Regions from separate parts of the Pan troglodytes genome. Here region 1 is linked to region 2. A link is a contact called in public Hi-C data. All regions are on one chromosome and are shown on one strand. Each heading gives the region's core, a stretch centred on a gene start, on an enhancer-like site or on the middle of the called end of the contact. The rest is flanking DNA. Distances are from core to core; before and after follow the strand shown.

What was found. Hi-C and Micro-C count contacts between places; a contact is called where the count stands out from the background.
Region 1: a Hi-C map of stem cell-derived neural progenitor cells shows a contact between it and region 2, with 5 times the contacts expected there. The contact joins the promoter of NRP2 here to the enhancer-like site in region 2. A contact is called at or near these places in 1 of 7 Hi-C or Micro-C datasets (stem cell-derived neural progenitor cells) and 1 of 1 other capture datasets (stem cell-derived neural stem cells).

The regions. Positions count from the first base shown.
Region 1 is chr13:107,907,038-107,909,921 of NHGRI_mPanTro3-v2.0_pri, forward strand. NRP2 (neuropilin 2) reads left to right here and starts at 1,485. Exons shown (of 17, transcript XM_016950360.4): 1 at 1,485-2,436. The coding sequence starts at 2,364.
Region 2 is chr13:107,405,937-107,408,636 of NHGRI_mPanTro3-v2.0_pri, forward strand. The region is part of intron 13 of PARD3B (par-3 family cell polarity regulator beta); the gene reads left to right. Among named protein-coding and RNA genes, the nearest start is that of NRP2, 500 kb to the right of the region's middle. Within about 2 kb of position 1,450, at least 8 of the 24 cell types and tissues checked have an H3K27ac peak or open chromatin away from gene starts, as enhancers often do. A contact at or near this core is called in stem cell-derived neural progenitor cells and stem cell-derived neural stem cells, where this site is marked.

The DNA of each region.
Region 1 (2,884 bases), core at 235-2,734, 500 kb after region 2:
GCTAGCCAAGAGACATGCTCCCTGGAAGAACTCAGAGGCCTCTGTGCTGTGCCTTTCCCAACCAGGCATCTGAGATTAACAGTGTGATAGTCAACCTGTGGATTTCCACTCTAAAATCCCGCCCCACCCCCCAACACAGCTTGGCTCAACTATTTGCAAATCACTTCTGATTCAATTTTGTTTTGGTTATCTCAGTGTAAATAACAGTTAAGTGGGAGTTACAGATTTTTCAAACACTAAAAGTGATAAACAAAGCTAATGGGCAAGTCCAGATAAGGAGGGAAACCACCCAGAAGAATCCACAAGTACAAGCCAAGAAGAAAATGGGTAGTCAGGTGTGTGTTTCTCGTCACCGAAACTGTATTTTTCTTAATCTACAGAAAATTTTACTTTCTTAATTAAAAAAAAATCTTAATCTGTAAATATTTTTCTGAATTTTCTTATTTTTCATATACCTCTTTTGTGGCAGAAAAGGTGTACATGTGCAGGGTGTAATTTAGGCTGTTTCTGTTGCAGTCTTTATGATAATGTAGTAATAGGTGTCTGGTGAAGCAAGACAGTTTGGAATCCACAAAGCCATCCTCAGAAACAAAGATACAAGTGTTTCCCCAACTGTTAGCTTGCAGTTCCCTCTAAACAGTTTTCACGCCTCCATTTAAAAATAGTTGGCATAATGATGTTTTCTTTCTCTAGGCTTTGTGACCACGTTTCCATGGGGGAAAATGTGAATAGACGTAGTTACAGTAGCATTTGGATGAGACGCCTTCAAGCACCTATACTTTTTCGGGGGAACTTGATGGAATCCAATTTAATTACCTGAAGAAATTATTTGCTGAAGAAAATCTTTCCTCTTTTTAGCGTAGTTACAAGTTAAAGGCGCAGGGGTAACGAAATCCTAACCCAGAGAGGAGCAGAGCATGTTTGGGACATAACAAAGGATCTGAGTAGTAAACGCCGCGAGTGTTTGGGGTTTTATTCAGACCGGGCTGACGGTGTGTGTCGCCGCCACGCACCGCTGCCTGTTCGAACGCATGGCTGAGCTGCCGACCGGCTCGCTACCCCAAACACCGTACGCCACCCAACTCCTCTTGTAACGCCATCGCGCGTGGCATTGTGTTGGGTTCTGCGTGTGTGGCATCGGAGTCGTGGAATTTAGGGGGAACAAGGCTTTTCCCCCCGTCCCCCCGGGGTCTCCCTTGGGTGGGGGCGACACGGCCAAGGGCGGCGCGCCCTGGGGGTGCCCGGGGGCGCTTCTTCCCCAGGGCGTTACGCACCGGCGGCCCGGCGCGGAGGTGCGCGGGGGCGATCGGGAGATGCGGGGCGGGCGAGGGGTGGTGGGGTGGGCGCCGCCTTAACTTCGATCCTGCGGCGGCCCGAGAGAAGCCGCCGCCGCCCCGCCCGAGCTGGGTGCCGCGGCACTCTGCTCTGCGCCGCGCGTCTCCGCTGCTGCCTCTTTAATCAGGAACACAGAAGGGGCGGGCCCTGAGCCGGCGCGTAATCGGATAGCTCTGCCGCGGCTCTGACATCCACATGCTGCTCGGCCTGAAAAGGCAGTGGGGAGCCGGAGGGGAGGCAGAGATCGCGAGCGAGGCACCAGCCTGCAGCCGGCCCCCAGCACATCCTCAGCCGCACAGACACTCGGCGAGGTGGAGGTGAGGGCGGGCGCCAGCGAACTCGGAGAGGGGCTCGCTCACTCCCAGGCGATCCCAGCCGCCACCGCCGCCGCACCAGCAGCAGCAACAGCAGCAGCAGCTTCCTTCCTCAGACTCCCCTCGAGAGGCTGGCCAAGCGGGTGTAGCCGTTGGGGGAGGCTCCCGCCGGGGGAACCCGGCGAGGACAAGAGCAGGGCGGCCGCCTTCCACTCGGGCTGTCCGGCGGCGGCTGCCTCCGCCCGCGTGTCCGTCAAGGGTGCCACGGGATGTGTGTCAGTTTACGCCTCTGAGATCACACAGCTGCCTGGGGGCAGTGTGATGCCCAAGGCAAGTCTTGGTTTTAATTATTATTATTATCATTATTGTTACGCTTGGCTTTCGGGAAATACTCGTGATATTGTAGGATAAAGGAAATGACACTTTGAAGAACTGGAGAGAACATATATGCGTTTTGTTTTTGAGAGGAAAACCGTGTTCTCTTCCCGGCTTGTTCCTTCTTTGCTGATTTCAGGAGCTACTCTCCTCCTGGTGAGGTGGAAATTCCAGCAAGAATAAAGGTGAAGACAAGCCACCAGGACTCAGGAGGGAAACGCTGACCATTAGAAACCTCTGCATAAGACGTTGTAAGGAGGAAAATAAAAGAGAGAAAAACACAAAGATTTAAACAAGAAACCTACGAACCCAGCTCTGGAAAGAGCCACCTTCTCCAAAATGGATATGTTTCCTCTCACCTGGGTTTTCTTAGCCCTCTACTTTTCAAGACACCAAGTGAGAGGCCAACCAGGTAAGCCACTGAAAGTTTTTTCTATTTATTGCAACATGGTTTCCCCTTTAAAAGTGACCGCTAAAGCAGGAAGGCCACGCAGAACGGCACAGAAGAAGGCTCCCTCAGTACTCAATAATTTAAAGAGAGATCCCAGCCGGCCCTTCCTACACCACCACGGCTGCTAAAACCCAACTTTCCTCTCCTGCTAGGAGTGTGTGTGTGTGTGTGTGTGTTTTGAAACAGAATTTGGCGGTGTTCACATGTCACATATGGACTGAATCAAAGGTTTAAAAATACTACAAAGCCTTTGCATTACAGTTTTTGGGAATTTTTTTTCCCTGTCTTGAAGCAGAACACATCTCCCTTGAGTTTCTCCAACTAGCCAGTGAAATATAAATCATTTGCATTCCCTCCACTTAGTTACATTGAGCGATGTTAACTGAAGGGCTTGGGAAAGACAAGAGTT
Region 2 (2,700 bases), core at 200-2,699:
AGGGCATTTCGGGAGGGAAGGGCAGCAGAAGAAACAGCATAGATGGGAGAGTAAATTGATTTGTACAAGGTGGAGCTGATCAGCCAGATGATAAAGCCCAGAGTGCAAGAATAAGGTATGCAGACTTCATTTGGTAGATAGTCAATCTTATTGCAGGGTTTTCGCAGGTAATACACAGAATGAAACCTGGGTTATTTGTGTGTGTGTATAACATGGATTGGGTGAATGGAAGAGGTTTGATATCCCCTGGAAGCCAGGACTCTTTGGATACCTTTTAGGGCAACTGCAGTCAGAGGTACTGAGCATCTGTGCAGGGGAGGCTAGAGAGAAGCACTCAGATGAGAAACCTTCAAGGGAGAGAGGTGGTTCAGAGATCACCTGGGATTTAGCAACTGTCTTTTTGGCTTCAAAGTCTCCACGGATTTCTTTCCTTCCCTTTTCTGCAAAGCCGTTCCTTTGTGAATTGGGGAGAGAAAAAAGTTTATATTGCTCCTCGCTGCTGTAAATCTTCATTACATGGTATGAACTAGTAACTTCCATCTTCTTTCCACGTCTTCCTTCCTAGTCCCCTGTGTTTTAGGCCTCTGTTCTCACTTCTTTATTAGAACTGCTCTCTTAATCATCAACAGTAATCTCCTTTCAGTCAAAAGTATGACACTGTCTTAGACTTCATTCTTCTTTTCCACTCTGCAGTATTTGGTTATTAAGTCATTCATTCACTTACTCATCCATTCAAAGGCATTTCTGGAGCTCTGAGCCAGACACTGTAGAAAGAACTCAAATGGATTGGAAAGCATCCCTGCCTGCAAGAAATGCAGCATCCCCTTAGAGACAGACACGCAGATAATTAGGATGCAGCCAGCTAAGCATTAGATACAAAATGCAATGGGAGCCTAGAGGAAGAAGCCACTAACTTTGCCTGGAGTTGTCAAGTAAGTTTTCACAGGAGAGCATTGTTTAAGCAGTTTCTTGGAAAACGGAAGAAAGCTCTCTGGACAGAGAAGTGGCGGGAAGGGCAATTTAGGTTAAGGAAACCAGGGATGGGAAAGAATGCAGAGTGTGTTCAGTGTGGCTAAAGCTTGTGATATCTCAGGGAAGAATCAATGGGAAGGGCATTGTCTGCCCTGCTCCATGGGTGCCATGCTTCTCCGGAGAGCAGTGGAGAAGTATTGAAGCGCTTTGAGCCTGGAGATGACAGTATCAGGCAGAGCAGTTTCAGTGATGGAGGGTGGAGGGAATGGCAGAAGCCGCCATAGACAAGGAGGCTGCTCCGACTTGGGACTAGCAAGAGAAGAGCAGGGCCTGGATGGAGGGATCAGAAGCATGGGTGGAGAAGAAAGGGCAGAGATATTTTTAAAATGGAAGGAACAAGTCTTAAGCCTTGAAACTCTCCCCTCCTAGGATCGTGTGACCTGCACCATCCTGCAAGCTGCTGCGTTGCCTAGGTGACCAGCAGCAGCAGGGGTTGGATGTGTGAAACTTGGGATGGAGGAAGGACTGGAAGGGAGCCAGGAGGATTGAGCAAGAAAGGCTCTCCTGCCTTCTGCCTTTCAAAAAAAAAAAAAAAAAAAAAGGGAAAAGCCCTCTCAAAGGAAAAAAGGGTGTTGGAGGGATGAGGCTAATCTTGTAAAAGAGAAAACTGCTATGGCGTGAGGAAAGAAAAACAAATTTGATCAAACTTAATGCCTGTACAAAATGAAATCGGGAAATTGCTCAACCTATTTTTACTATTATGCAATGATTATTACAGAAAAGTTTATAATATGTGGGTCTAAGTAATAAATAAATATAAAGGAAATAAACTTACTGTGAGATCTCAGGCAGAGTTGAAGCTAAATCAGCAGCAGACAGAATATATCGAATATTATTAACAGTTTAGACAACATTGGGCTATTCCCCACATGTTCATATTCTCTTTCTCTCTCTCTCTCTCTGTCTGTTTCTTCATGCACATACCTGAAACTACTCTCACTCATAGAAGCCAATTGTGGAAGTCCATCTGTGGACACCTGAGACTTCAGACATCATGGTTTTTGTCTTGCCTCTCAAAATCTTCATCCCCCACCTTTTCACCTCAGACAGTTCTTGAACATTCATTGTTGGCTCTTATACATCTTTTACATTCCTGGTTTGTCACCATAGTCAAACACTGGCATATGTTTCATGCTACCCTTACTTATTCATTAGGCAGCATAATTTGACGTTGAGTATCGTTTCTATTTGGTAGATTCTCTGGTCGTTCATGCTGAAAACACGGCCTTTATCTAAGACATGTCTTTGGCCTGCTGTCAACTTCCAGCTTCCACCAGCCTTCACTGCAGCCCACTCAGCCATGAGCACATGCTAACTCCCTTCAAAACTAAAATGTCGTATTTTATAGTTAATCATTGTGTCACCCTCTTAATCCAAACACTCGAGATATGTAGCATAAAGTTACAAACCGTTTTACTAGTCTAACTTACATGTCTAAAATATTTTCACATGAACTAACTCAATATGGCACTCACTCATTATTCTGGTGCTCTATATGCCCACATTGGCTCTAATCCTATGACTTATATTACACTCACTTGCCTCCTTAATATCCATCAATCTGATATCAGCCTTATTTGCCTTATTTCCATTTTGTACCGCAGCACAGGGGGCCCTTATATGAAACGTTTTCAAAATGTACACTTGGTCACAATCAAAATGATGGTA